Linked DNA regions of Xenopus laevis: region 2 is linked to region 1. The links are chromatin contacts, called in public Hi-C maps. All regions are on one chromosome and are shown on one strand. The core of a region is the stretch at or near the end of the contact, and the rest is flanking DNA. Distances in the headings are between cores, read along the strand shown.

What was found. Hi-C and Micro-C count contacts between places; a contact is called where the count stands out from the background.
Region 2: a contact with region 1 is called in a Hi-C map of the XL177 cell line, with 6 times the contacts expected there. The contact joins two enhancer-like sites. A contact is called at or near these places in 2 of 4 Hi-C or Micro-C datasets (the XL177 cell line and the XTC cell line).

Annotation. Positions count from the first base shown.
Region 1 is chr1L:196,826,858-196,833,732 of Xenopus_laevis_v10.1, forward strand. vcan.L (versican L homeolog) reads right to left here. Exons shown (of 17, transcript NM_001110715.1): 15 at 3,387-3,531; 16 at 1,468-1,650; 17 at 1-84. Among protein-coding and RNA genes, the nearest start is that of vcan.L, 69 kb to the right of the region's middle. Within about 2 kb of position 5,549, at least 1 of the 7 cell types and tissues checked has an H3K27ac peak or open chromatin away from gene starts, as enhancers often do.
Region 2 is chr1L:197,457,636-197,464,292 of Xenopus_laevis_v10.1, forward strand. It overlaps atp6ap1l.L (V-type proton ATPase subunit S1-like protein), which reads right to left. Exons shown (of 7, transcript XM_018264778.2): 7 at 3,263-3,913. The coding sequence ends at 3,581. Among protein-coding and RNA genes, the nearest start is that of atp6ap1l.L, 37 kb to the right of the region's middle. Within about 2 kb of position 3,621, at least 1 of the 7 cell types and tissues checked has an H3K27ac peak or open chromatin away from gene starts, as enhancers often do.

The DNA of each region.
Region 1 (6,875 bases), core at 4,299-6,798:
TTGGAGAATTCATGGAAGTCCTCATCTCAGGTGGAGTAAACTTATAATAATATTTCTTAGAGTAAGTCCTTTGGAAATTGGAAGCTGAAATGTTAAAGAAAATATATATCAGTCAATAAATACTTTGAATATGTAATACCAGACTAAATAAATAATATGAGATATGTTTGTGTAGTTTAGGTAGGTTATATATATATAGACTTAAAAGGTTGAACTTGATGGACATGTGTCTTTTTTCAACTTGACTTACTATGTATTGGTCTCTGTGAGGTTCAGGATTGTTCTCTGCTCCAGTTGCTAGATTGTTACCTAATAGGCTCAATTAAAGGGGAAGAAAGTCTGCATCACTGGAGTGGTGGCAATTTGTTAGGTAACCCCCAGTGATTATAATCGATTACCATAGATCCTTGTATTTTTCTAGTAAGCATACACAACTATCTTCTCATTTGTCCCAGGGATCCCCTACATCAGAGATCCCCAACCAATAGCTTGTGAGCAAAATGTTGCTCTCCAACCCCTTGGATGTTGCTCTCAGTGTCCTCAAAGCAGGTGCTCATTTTTGAATTCCAGGCTTGGAAGCATGTTTTAATTGCATAAAAACTAAGAATAGTGCCAAGTAGAGTCTCTTATAGGCTGCCAGTCCACATAGGAGCTACCACATAGCTAATAACAGCCCTTATTTGGCACCCCAATGACTTTTTCATGTTTGTGTTGCTCCCCAACTCCTTTTACATCTGAATGTTGCTCACGGGTAAAAAAGTTTAGGGACCCCTGACCTACAGTTACCATGGGCTCTGTACATGTGCAGTAGGGTAAGAGCAAAACGCAAAAGGCAAATATTTGCTCTACTGCACATACGCACCGCCCAGGTCAGCAGCATATCACCCAGGACAGGAAACAAGGAGGAGACAGGGGGCTCATTAGAATAGTATGGTGTGTTTTCAGTGAAGAGCATATCCTTAGTTGGATAGCCATGTCCATGCAAGGAGAATGTCTTTGCCTGTAACATTCCAGTAAGTGGTGAAATTGTGATGTTTTTGAGGGCTAGATTGTCCCCTTATTATGTTATAAAGAACAAACAGCCATGTGACATTATTTAGGCATTAATTGTCAACCTGTGGCATGTCAACTCATGCTGATCCTCTAGCTTCCTTCCTAAGCCACCAGGAGAAGCAGAATAAGAGATAGTTTTGTGCTCTCACTTACATAAGAATGCATAATGGAAATATTTTAGTGCTAGTGTTAAAATAAAAAGTGGACTGAGAAAACAGGTCAAGTCTAAATAAAGGTGGCAACACAATCCCCTTGCATTAAAATAATCATTCGGTAAAAATATTTTAAATATTATAAATCTTATCCATCAATGCCTCATACTTAAGTTTACTATACAGAATATAAAAAGACAGCACTTCCCAAATATTCATGTATTCAAGCACTCTCATCATTTCATTGGTTAATAGTACTTACGATTCAGACATGACACTTTAGGCAGATCCCATCGTCCGTCACCTCTGCATCTTATGGTTGGCAAATGGCGCTGTACAAAACCTTCTTTACAGTGGTATCTGACCATAGAGTTTATCTCGTAGCGAGGTTTAGCCTTTCCAAAGGTCTTGGCATTTTCTACAAAAGGAGGCTGTCCACAAGCAACTAAAAAATTCCAAACATAATATATTATATTTAAAGTTTATTATTATTATTATTGTTAATAAAAAATATATTTAACTATAGAGTACATTTAAACTGAGGCACTGCAATAACTGCAGTACTAAAGAGACTACCAAAGTGAAGGGAAAGGCCCTAGAGGGGCACTAAGCAATAGTTAGACTCCAGTTTGGAGAGGAATTGAATGTGGAATTTGCTAATTCTCTGATCTGGAATCTCCTGGACTGTTAATACAATGCTGTATCTACAGTAAGAGGCAGATTTCTTAAGGGTCGAATTGAAAATTCTAATTTTCTGAAAAAAAATTTTGGTCAAAAATCTCAAATTCGAATTGTGAATAATCCTAACTTGATTCGAATTTTCAATTGAATTCTAATTTCAAGATGTAACAAGCCTTGGCCCTTTAAAAATTTGAATTAGACTAAAACCTGCTGAGTTCATGTATAAGTTAATGGGAGAGGTCCAGTGACCATTTTTAAGCTGTTAGTAGCCTTCCTGACATTGAAGTTTTATTCGGTTCAAGTTCAATTTGAGTTTTTGGGTTGGTAATATTCGTTTGAGTTTTAGATAAATGTGCCTCAAAACATAAAAGTAGTGATGGGCGAATTTGCGCCGCTTTGCCAAATAATTTGTGAAATTCGCAAAATGGCGAATTTTTTCCGACAATTTTTTTCACCAGCGAATTTTCGTGCCCCTTTCGCGAATTTATTCGCTGCCGGTGAATCGCGCAAATTCGCTGCAAATTCGTGCCTGGTGAATAGATTCGCCCATCACTACATAAGAGTGTTTTTAGCAAAGGTGAGTCTAACCAAAATTTCTAAACAAGTGAAGCTACGAAACCAGTGGCCTTAAGTAAGATATGGGAGGAACTAAGGGGCACATTTACTTAGGGTCGAATATCGAGGGTTAATTAACCCTCGATATTCGACCGTCGAAGTTAAATCCTTCGACTTTGAATATATCGAAGTCGAAGGATTAAATGCAATTCGTTTGTTCGAACGATCGTAGGGAAAAAACAAATAAATCCTTTGAATCGAACGATTCGAAGGATTTTAATTCATCGATCGAACGATTTTCCTTCGATAAAAAAATACTTAGAAAGCCTATGGGGACCTTCCCCATAGGCTAACATTGTACCTCGGTAGGTTTTAGGTGGTGAAGTAGGTGGTCGAAGTTTTTTTAAAGAGACGGTACATCGACTATCGAATGGTCGAATAGTCGAACGATTTTTAGTTAGAATCGTTCAATTTGAAATCGAAGTCATACTCGAAGGTTTGAAGTAGCCGATTCGATGGTCGAAGTAGCCAAAAAAATACTTCGAAATTCGAAGTATTTTTTATTCTAATTCTTCACTCGAGCAAATGTGCCCCTAAGTGTTAGATGTTCTACATATAAAATTGCAAGCTCTCTCAGATGAGGTTTTAGAAGCTCTCTCAGCACTGCGAAATATGTTGGCGCTATATAAATAAATGTTAATAATAATAATAATCCCCTGTAACATTCTTCATGCTTATGTTTCTCCCCAACTTTTTTTTTTTACATTTAAACGTGACCTGTGGGTAAAAAAAAGTTGGGAACCCCTGATTTAGTTGGTCTCCTCTGAGAAGAACAGTTTTACTAATGGTAAAGAGGCTATTGAAAACAGATGTATAATGATTGGAAATAGAGTATAGTCATTTATTCATGGCTTTGCTATAGACAAATGAATGGGAATACTGTACCTGTTCCCTTTTTGCAGGTGTAAGTAAGATGGTAGTTGCATGGTACATCATTCCACTGGCCATTTTCATGCCAAATAATAACGACACAATCTTCGCCAGCAGAGAAGAAACTGTCTGGTTGGTTTGGCCTCCAGTTTTCATATTGCTGTAAGAAAAGAAGGGACACGACATTTAGTTGAATCAGTCCCGTTAGCAGGTTTTTACAAAATTGTCTACCCAAGTCACGCACAGATGTAATGCTAATGATGTGAGATTTTGTTATTAAAAATCATTATGAATTAAAATTCCAGACCTCTTAAAGTATGTGTTCTAATCACAAATACAACTGACACGGCTCAGCTCAAACAAGGCGCTGGTGGCCAACACAGGATATGAACTTAGTAATAATTTGATACAGGGACTGGTCCAACTGCCCTTTGTGAGCCAGAAAGTATTTTTTCTTTCCTCCCTGGGAGGCAATTTGGAGACAACTTTAGATTTTCAGCATCAACTAGCAGTTAGGCTGGTTTTACTCAGATAAAAAGTTTGAGCTTGATAGATGTTTTTCTATTCTTTTGTGAAAAAGAAATAAAACTACATAATAGACTAAGCCCCACCAAAATGTCTAAATAAATCTTGGTCTTGTATGGGACAGACACTTCCAGTTCATTATCATTAGAGTGTGATGCTTTTACTATATGGGTTCAAAGTTACCATTTCCTATATCTGTATTATTGTTAATATTGTTATGACTTAGGGTAAGGTCACACTGTGAGATTCTGGGAGATTTAGTCCCCTGGTGACTAATCACCTCTCCTTTGGGGTGACTAATCTCCCCGAACTGATTTCCCCTTTATTCCACCAGCTAGAATGAAAAAACGCCTGCGGCATGGCACTCGCATCGATTTGTTTTCTGAAGTTGCCTCACGAGGAAACTTCGGGCGACTTAGGAAAACGAAGCGCCGCAAGTGCCATGCTGCAGACGTTTTTTCATTCCAGCAGCGGAAGCAGTTCAGGGAGATTAGTCGCCCCAAAGAAGAGGCAATTAGTTGCCGGGCGACTAACTCTCCCCAAATCTCACAGTGTGACATTACCCTTAACGGGGGCCCCTGTCCAAATGTTTGACTTCAATGGAGTCAGAACTGAAATTCATTGATCCAGCAACTAATTTTGCAAAATGTACTACCGTTTTAGGACCTGTTTTCCAGAATGCTCGGGACCTGGGGTTTTCCGGATAATGGATCTTTCGATAATTGGGATCTTCATAATTAAAGTCTACTACAAAATTATTTAAACATTAATAAACTCAATGGACTGGTTTTCAATAAGGACCAATTATATCTTAGTTTGGATCAAGTACACTGTACTGTTTTATCACTACAGAGAAAAAGGAAATCATTTTTAAAAATTTGGATTATTTGGATAAAATTCAGTCTATAGAGGATGGCCTTTCCTTAATTTGGAGCTTTCTGGATAACAGGTTTCAAGATAATGGGTCTCATTCCGGTACCAAATAATTAAATAAGCTTTTTTATTTCCTCCAAACTCTATTTTTTGTTGATATTTTAAGGATTCATGAATGTTGGATTTTTATTCAACTAGTTTGTTCCACATCTTGACGCCTGACACTTTATGGCTTCACATCTCATTACATCACTGAACACCTCTCGGCTTTACCCCTTTGGTTTCTCCCAAGGTTAATGCCAAACAGCTTTAACAGAACAGATTCACTTTATGCTCCTTTTTTAATCTTCTGTCAACACGTTGGCCGCTTTCCCGCTAGGATACTTAGTTCTGATTTTAAAGATAAAAATAATAAATATATGGGTCGGATTTCACTTTACGCAAATGAATCATAAACAGCTTTGCAGCTGTCGGTTTTGTGACTCATGCGCAACTTCAGATATGTTTATTGAATAATTTGCATGTCATAAAATTGTTCTGATAAGTCAGAAGTTCTGGATACAGAACACTGAGCATTCCGCTGTGGTATATGTTAGGAGATTGGGGGAGATGGCTGTCATGCTGGTTGACAGTTGGGTTCCAAGTCGGGGAAAATACTAATACTCTTAATTGTTTCTGTCTTTTTAAAAGAAAACTGATCAAAATAGACACAGATAAGCAATGCAAATTGTCTAAATCCTTCTCTAGCGTCTAAAGCTTTTCTCCTTTTGTTCACTATAGAGCCATTGAGTGCACATTCCCACTAATGTTTTCCCTTGTAAAGCCAAGGAATTAATTGTGCATACAGAGCTAAGTCAACCAGGCAAATTCTCAGTTCAGTTGCATTAAGGATCACATTTCCTCTTTATTTGTGCATCAGATACAATCTAAACAGCCCAAGGCCAACTGGCTCAAGTCGTAGCTTGCTTAGTTGATACTGTCTGATGGCTGGGATACACAGGCTGCATAACCACGGAACACTATAACCGATAGATTTACTAACTTTCCAGGCAAAGGGACTGTCGTTTCTGGAAGTTGGTTCATTCAAAAGATATTGCAGTTCAAAAATAGCTCTGACAGCTTATCATTTGCAGAGATAATTTTCCATTTAAATAAGCTTAAGACAAAATGGGTGTTCTTTTGGCCGCTCACAAACTTTAAAATCATCGGTTCCACTCGGTGTACCCCTAACAACTGATTTAGCCAAAATAATGACCTCACGATAAGGTCCTCAGCTTGATCAGCAACATGGAGTCAAATCACACAATTTAAAAATCATAATAGTTGGTCATTTCAACAAATAGAGTTAATTTGGAGCTTCCATTTTATTCATACAGATTATATCAGAGGACAGCTATGAGAGGCTCTGTGATGCTTGGGCTCCAACCAACAACAGACTTACACCTCAGTCCTTACATATTTACATAGTTACATAGTTAAATTGGGTTGAAACAAGACAAAGTTCATCAAGTTCAACCCCTCCAAATGAAAACCCAGCATCCATACATACACCCCTCCCTACTTTTAATTAAATTCTATATACCCATACCTATACTAACTATAGAGTTTAGTATCATAATAGCCTTTGATATTATGTCTTTCCAAAAAATCATCCAAGCCATTCTTAAAGGTATTAACTGAATCAGCCATCACAACATCACCCGGCAGTGCATTCCACAACCTCACTGTCCTGACTGTGAAGAACCCCCTACGTTGCTTCAAATGAAAGTTCTTTTCTTCTAGTCTAAAGGGGTGGCCTCTGGTACGGTGATCCTCTTTATGGGTAAAAATGTCCCCTGCCATTTGTCTATAATGTCCTCTAATGTACTTGTAAAGTGTAATCATGTCCCCTCGCAAGCGCCTTTTTTCCAGAGAAAACAACCCCAACCTTGACAGTCTACCCTCATAATTTAAGTCTTTCATCCCTCTAACCAATTTAGTTGCACTTTGTCTCTGCACTCTCTCCAGCTCATTTATATCTCTCTTAAGGACTGGAGTCCAAAACTGCACTGCATACTCCAGATGAGGCCTCACCAGGGACCTATAAAGAAGCATAATTATGTTTTC
Region 2 (6,657 bases), core at 2,371-4,870, 630 kb after region 1:
TTCGATTTTTATTCGATCGTTCAATTAAAGTTTTTGCGGTACATCCTTAGAATTCGATATTCGAATTTGAAGGATTTTACTTCGAGGGTTGAAATCGAGGGTTTTTTAACCCTTGAAATTCGACCCTTAGTAAATCTGCCCCTCAGTGTTATTTACTTAAAACGTTTAAGAGCTGATTTATGAACTTAGGTACTAAAGTGCACTAGTGTAGCTGCCAACAGCAACCAATCAGCAATTAGCTTTGAACAGTCTGCTAGTAGTTAGGAAATGAAAGCAGGGGTCTGATTGACAGCTATGGCTAAAGCTGAACATACACAGACCCTTAAAGGACATGTAAAGCCTACATTTTCCTATCATGTATATAAGTTGGGCATATCTTCCACACCCATGTACTGTATATACCCCCTCCATTTGCCAGCGCCATCACATTTTCCTAAAACAAATAGCAGCTTTCACCCGGCGACCATTTTTCCTCTGACATCATCAGTAACATTGAGACACGTATGATGTAAACTTTATGCAATGCAGAATGCAGATTTATACAGGCACAACATACTTTGATAAAAAGTTCTGCTGGGGTTGAGCACTGTAATGGTTAACCTGAGCTCAGGAGAGGTGGTTAGGAGAAAAAAATAGTATCTGACAGCTAGAGTTTCTATGGGAACGCTATCTCTTCATTGGCTGTTAGACTGAAGGGCGTGTTTAGTAATCTGAGCTGAGAAGAACTGAGCATGCTCATGAGCCAACAGCCAACGCAAATTCCTGAGGGAGGGGGCAGAGGGGGGGAGAAGAATTTATAAGTGATTAAGGGGATGCTGCAGCCTTACTGTTAACCTTTTAACAACCAGAATGGCAGTTATCTAAAGATTTCAAAGAGGCTGTTCACTGATTACATTTTTGTGGAGGGGGTTTACATGTCCTTTAATCAGTAACTCAATTGGGCAGGTTTGAAAAATCCCTTTAGACAAGGACTAGGGGCCAGTTAGGTAGATGAATCCATCCAGTTTGGCCCAGCATGCAACTTTGCCAAACAAGCAGATTTTTATGGCCAGTTTAACTGCACGAGTGCAGTTTAGCATCATAAACTCCTTAGTGTGCAGAATCACTTGATGTTGCTACATCCGTGCATCAATAATATTGCCATATTTATTAATCCCACACTAAGCCACTCCTGATTGAATCAAAGCCCATCTGAGGTAGGGTTAAAGCAACATAGAATAGTATACATTGCAGAAGATGAACGCTGGAGATGCCTGCCTTGCATGGGAGTGTACAGCATATAGTAAATTACAGTATATTAAACTGGTTTCTCCCAGTGTCTGTGTGCTTAGAACATGTCACTAAGATAACACATGTATTTAGAGGTTCTATAATGTTCTCTGCTTATCTGTCAGATATAGGATCCATTATCTGGAAACACATTATCCAGAAAGCTCCATTTTACAGGAAGACCTTCTACTATAGACTCAATTTTAATTAAATCATTTTTTAAATGTATTTTCTTTTTCCCTGTTATAAGAAGACAGCACCTTGTACTTGATCCCAACCAAGTACAAGATATAATTAATTCTTATTGGAAACAAAACCAGCCTTTTGGGTTTATTTAGAGGCACATTTATCAAGGGTCGAATTTCGAATTCATGTGAGTTTTTTTAAAACTCCCACAAACTCGAAATTCGACCAATCGCAATTTATTAATAAAATAGAATTTTCTCAGCTCGGACGAATTTTATTGGATTTGATTTGAATTAAAAAAACTCGAATGTCAGGAAGGTTGCAGACATATCCAAATTGATCACTGGACCTCTCCCATTGACTTATACAGCAATTCGGCAGGTTTAAGGTGGTGAATCGTCGAATTTGAGTTCTTAAAGGGCCAGGGTATGGTAAATCTCAAAATTTGAATTCAAATTAAAAAATCGAAAATTCTAATTTGATTTTTAACTTCGACCTTTAATAAATCTGTCCCTCAATGTTTACATGGCTTTTTAGTAGACTTAAGGTATGCAGATCCCTTATCTGGAAAACCCTAGGTCATTCTGGATAACAGGTCCCATACTACACCATACTTTCATACTAAAAATGCTACATGGCATCGGTGATTTACCTCCTCGCCTATAATTTTCAACTTTTTGATGCAATGGCCATGCAGCATTTTTGCCGTTGACAAGGGGAGATGAGTCTGATGGAATTGCGACAGATCTGTTAAAACGTACAAAATTGCACTTCAACACAAGTCCACGTAATTACCAACATTTGCTGTGAAACATGTACATATTTTGGTGCATCTGCTCTTAGTGATGTAGGGTGATTTGGGAATACTAAAACCACCGCCTGGTTCAGAAGTTGCAATAGCTCCAGGGTCCCCCTGCATCAGTGGGTGCAGCAGGGCTCAAATCTAAGCAGGAAGGAAATGCAGAAGTACAAGGAACACATGTTGACACAAGTAGCTGTAATGAATGGGATTTCTCACACAAATGACTGGAGGCCAGGGGCGATCCAAGTCAACCGGGCACCCTGGGCAACCCAGCCGGCCACCTCACTAACTCCCATGTGAGCACGCACAAACGTGCAAGATCATGTGCAGTTACATAGGGGGGGGGCTGTAGTGACAAGAGGGGCAGGGGCGCTCCACCAATGAGGCGAGTTGAAACACTCGCCTCAGGCAGCAGCGCCCCCCTGGTTGCCAGGGGAGGCAAAAATGGTGCTCCTGGTAACTAAGAGACGAATTTCCGGTATTCAACCCGGAAATTCGGCTCTTCTGGGGCAGAGAGCTCAATTGCGCTCTGTGCACTAAGCGACGTGGACTGCCCCTGCCCTCTCCGGCAATGTAAAGGTTAGTGCAGTGGGGAGGGGTGGGGGCTGCAAAAGAAGGCCGTCTCAGAATCGCCCCTGAAGAGGGGTAAGCAGCAGATGGAACAAGTGACCCTGGACTAGGAGTAGAAAGAAGACCCTTCAAAAGGTACCTGCCCAGCCCCCCTCTCCCCCATGGTTGCGCCCTAGGCATGTGCCTCTTCTGCCACCTCCTAGTTCTGGCCTTGGGGCCCACAAATGTGATGCGTTAAGTAAATGAGCCCTTTCATGTCCAGACAACCAATCAAAAATGTATTTGATTCCTCCATTGTAATTAAACATTAAACTCAAATGTATGATTGGTTGCTATGAGTTGATGCCCCAAGACGGCTCCTTCTGCTTATCTAACTTGTGTCCCTACTAAAAGATGGTTTTAATTGTTTCACTTAATTATTAATTCATGGGGTATAAATTTAAAAATATCACTATGTCCAACGACGAACTAAGAATTTATGAAGTTTATTATCAGCTGCATCCTTTTTATTCTCAGGAAAACAAATCCCCCAGACCGACTGGGAACCCGATGTTAAAGAGACGTTTCTCCAAATCATTTCACTGCCCTTTCACAACGGTTTGCTGGGGCTGGTGGTCTCTATAGAGTTACTGCGTTGCTCAAGAGTTTATTTTATAAGCTGTGTCTCTGGGGAGTCATTTCTTGGAAACTGTGTTTAATACAAAATCAAAATAACAGAAATACACAAAGGGGAAACAATGGTCAATTCTAGTGCTAATAGGGAACAGATGTAGACGGCTGCATGTGACGCTTGCTGTGCTGCTGCTGCTGCTGTCTCAGTTCATAACATTCTTGTAGACGGCCACTTAGGGGCTCCCTCTCATCTTCGGGAGAATAGTCTTTTGTTTTGGGGAAGTAGGTGGTAGAATGTTTCCTTTGATAGTGTTTGTCAATTGATTTCAAATGGATCAGCATGTGGAGCGCATAGGCCAGGACAAGCAGCAGAACAAGGGACATGACAAGGCCCATAAGGATGGCAGGAGACATGTAGGTCGTGCAGTCTCTAGCAGAGCCAAAATGGCCGTCTTCTGCATGAAATGCCTGTATCTGAGTAGGAAACAATAGTCAGCATTCAAACCCTGACATTCAAAGAAATTATGCCAAAAGATGACAGAAATCTTTACACACTAGATTTTTTTTACATACTGCTATATAACAGGTATGGGATCTGTTATCTGCAAACCCATTATCCAGAAAGCTCCAAATTACAGAAAGGCCATCTCCCAAAAACTCTGTTATATCCAAATAACAAATATCCATCTCTGTAATAATAAAACAGTACAAGTATTGCATCCATACTCGGAAACCCGTTATCCCGAATTATGAGAAGGCTGTCTCCCATAGGGGCAAATTCACTAAGCCGCGAAGCGCCGAACGCTAGCGTTAATTCGCTAGCGTTTGGCATTTTCGCTACTGCGCAAATTCACTAACGAACGCTGGCGTAGTTTCGCTAGTGTTACTTCGCAACCTTACGTCAGGCGAATTTTCGCTAGCGACGAAACTACGCAAATTCACTAACTTGCGCAGTCTACTGAACGCTACCTTTTACGCTAGACTTCTTTTGCCACCTCAGACCTGGCGAAGCGCAATAGAGTAGATAGGGATTGTTTAAAAAAAAATCAAAATTTTTTCTAAGTCCCAAAAAACGCTGGCGTGTTTTCTACATTATGGGTGATAGGCTGAAAAAGATCAAAACATTTTTTGGGGCTCCCCTCCTTCCCCCCTACATTTCCTGACTCATGGCAACTTACCTAGACAGTGGGCACATGTGTAGGGCAAAATAAAATTTTTATGTGCTGATTTGAAGGTTTTCTAGGCATTTGTAGTGCAGATACGTGTTCCTCCATTGAAATTTGAATTTCGCGCCGTATGCAAATTGGCCTTCGCTAGCGCAACTTCGCTTCATATAGCGAATCAACGCTAGCGCAACTTCGCAACCTTTCGCTACCCCTGTCGCAACTTCGGATTTTGGTGAATTTGCGGAGCCCTGGCGAAACTACGCCTGGCGAAGTGCGGCGAAGTTGCGCCTGGCGCAACTTCGCATCTTAGTGAATTTGCCCCAATGACTCAATTTTATCTAAATAATGCAATTTTCATTTTGTAAATGATTTTCTTTTACTCTGTAATAATAAAACCATACAAGTATGGGATCCATAATCAGAAACCTGTTATCCAGAGAGCTCCGAATTATGAGAAGGCTGTCTCCCGTAGACTCCATTTTATCTAAATAATCCAATTTTTGAATATAATTTTTTAAATGATTTTCTTATCTCTGTAATAATAAAACAGTAGCTTGTACTTGATCCAATCTAAGATATAATTAATCCTTATTGAAGCAAAACCAGTCTGTTGGGTTTATTTAATGTTTACAAGATTTTCTAGTAGCCTCAAGGTATGAAGATTCAAATTATTGAAAGATCCATTAACCGGAAACCCCAAGGTCCCGAGCATTCTGGATAACAGGTCCTATACCTTTATTTTGTACGTGATCCAAACTAAGGGGCTCATTTACTAACAATTGAATTTAGTTTTTCCCACAAATTTCTAAAAAAGTTTTTAAAAAAAAACTCAAAAAATTCGAGATTTATTAATTGTAAAAACTACAAAACTAATAATACAAAACTTCACCAGGTAAAAGTTGTCAGGGTCCTATAGAAGTCAATGGGAGCTGCACTCAATTTGGACTTTCAGATTTTCTTTTGCTGGAAACATGAATTTTTAGGTTTTCGAGGTATTCGTAATTTTTTTGTTCATCATTCAGCGTAATATTCCATTTGTAATTTTTTTATTCTGAACTTTTAATAAATGTCATGACATTCATAGTTTTACAGTTTGTGAGTTTAGTCATGGTTTCTTGAACCACTAAAATCTGAACTTTGATAAATAGGCCTCCAAGATATAATTAATCCTTATAGGAAAAAAAACAGCCTGTTGGTTTTGTTTAGGGGGTTATTTGTTTATTTTCTGGTTGGGATTTTTGGGGCAAAAATTTTTTATACCTCAATGCTACAAATGTCCCTATCCCAATTTGAAGATATTGTGGTCTACGCTGGGTTTAGTGCGATAATCAGAAAAAGTTTGGGTGTCGGGCGATAACCTGAAAAAATTGAGCGATTCGAGACAAAACTCCGAAAAAATTGTACGATTCAGGTTTTTGCTCGCGTCTTTCAGTGATCTGATTTTTTTCAAGTTATTTTCATGATAAATAAGGTAAAATCGTGGATGGGAGTTTGGTTGAGCTTTCTTTATTAAAAAATGAGGTAAAATTGGATTTTAGTAAATAACCCCCTTAATGTTTACATGATTTTCTAGTAGACTTAAAGCAGGGGTGCCCAAACAAGCAACAAGGGCCAGATTTGGTGAGGTTAAAATGTGTGAGGGCCGACCATTCAGCCCGACATTCTTTGAACCATTAACATTAAATTATAGGAATCGCAAAGCCTTAGCAGTAATATTTGGGCACATTAGTGAAATGATCTGCCACTTGGTCTATACTGCTGCCTGTGCTGAAGGTGTTAGCAATAGACACACAGTGACGTGCCGCTTCACATACTTTAGGGCTGAAGGTGTCAATAGACGTACTGACGTGCCAGTACAGTAAACTAAAGAAGTATGGCGTCTCTACGTGCCAGTACGTGTCTATTGCTAACACCTTCAGCACACAGGCAGCAGTATAGACCAAGTGGCAGATCATTTCACTAATGTGCCCAAATATTACTGCTAAGGCTTCGCGATTCCTGATCACACTGTGCTGGGGGGCCTCATTATTATTAATTTCATAATGGAGGCTG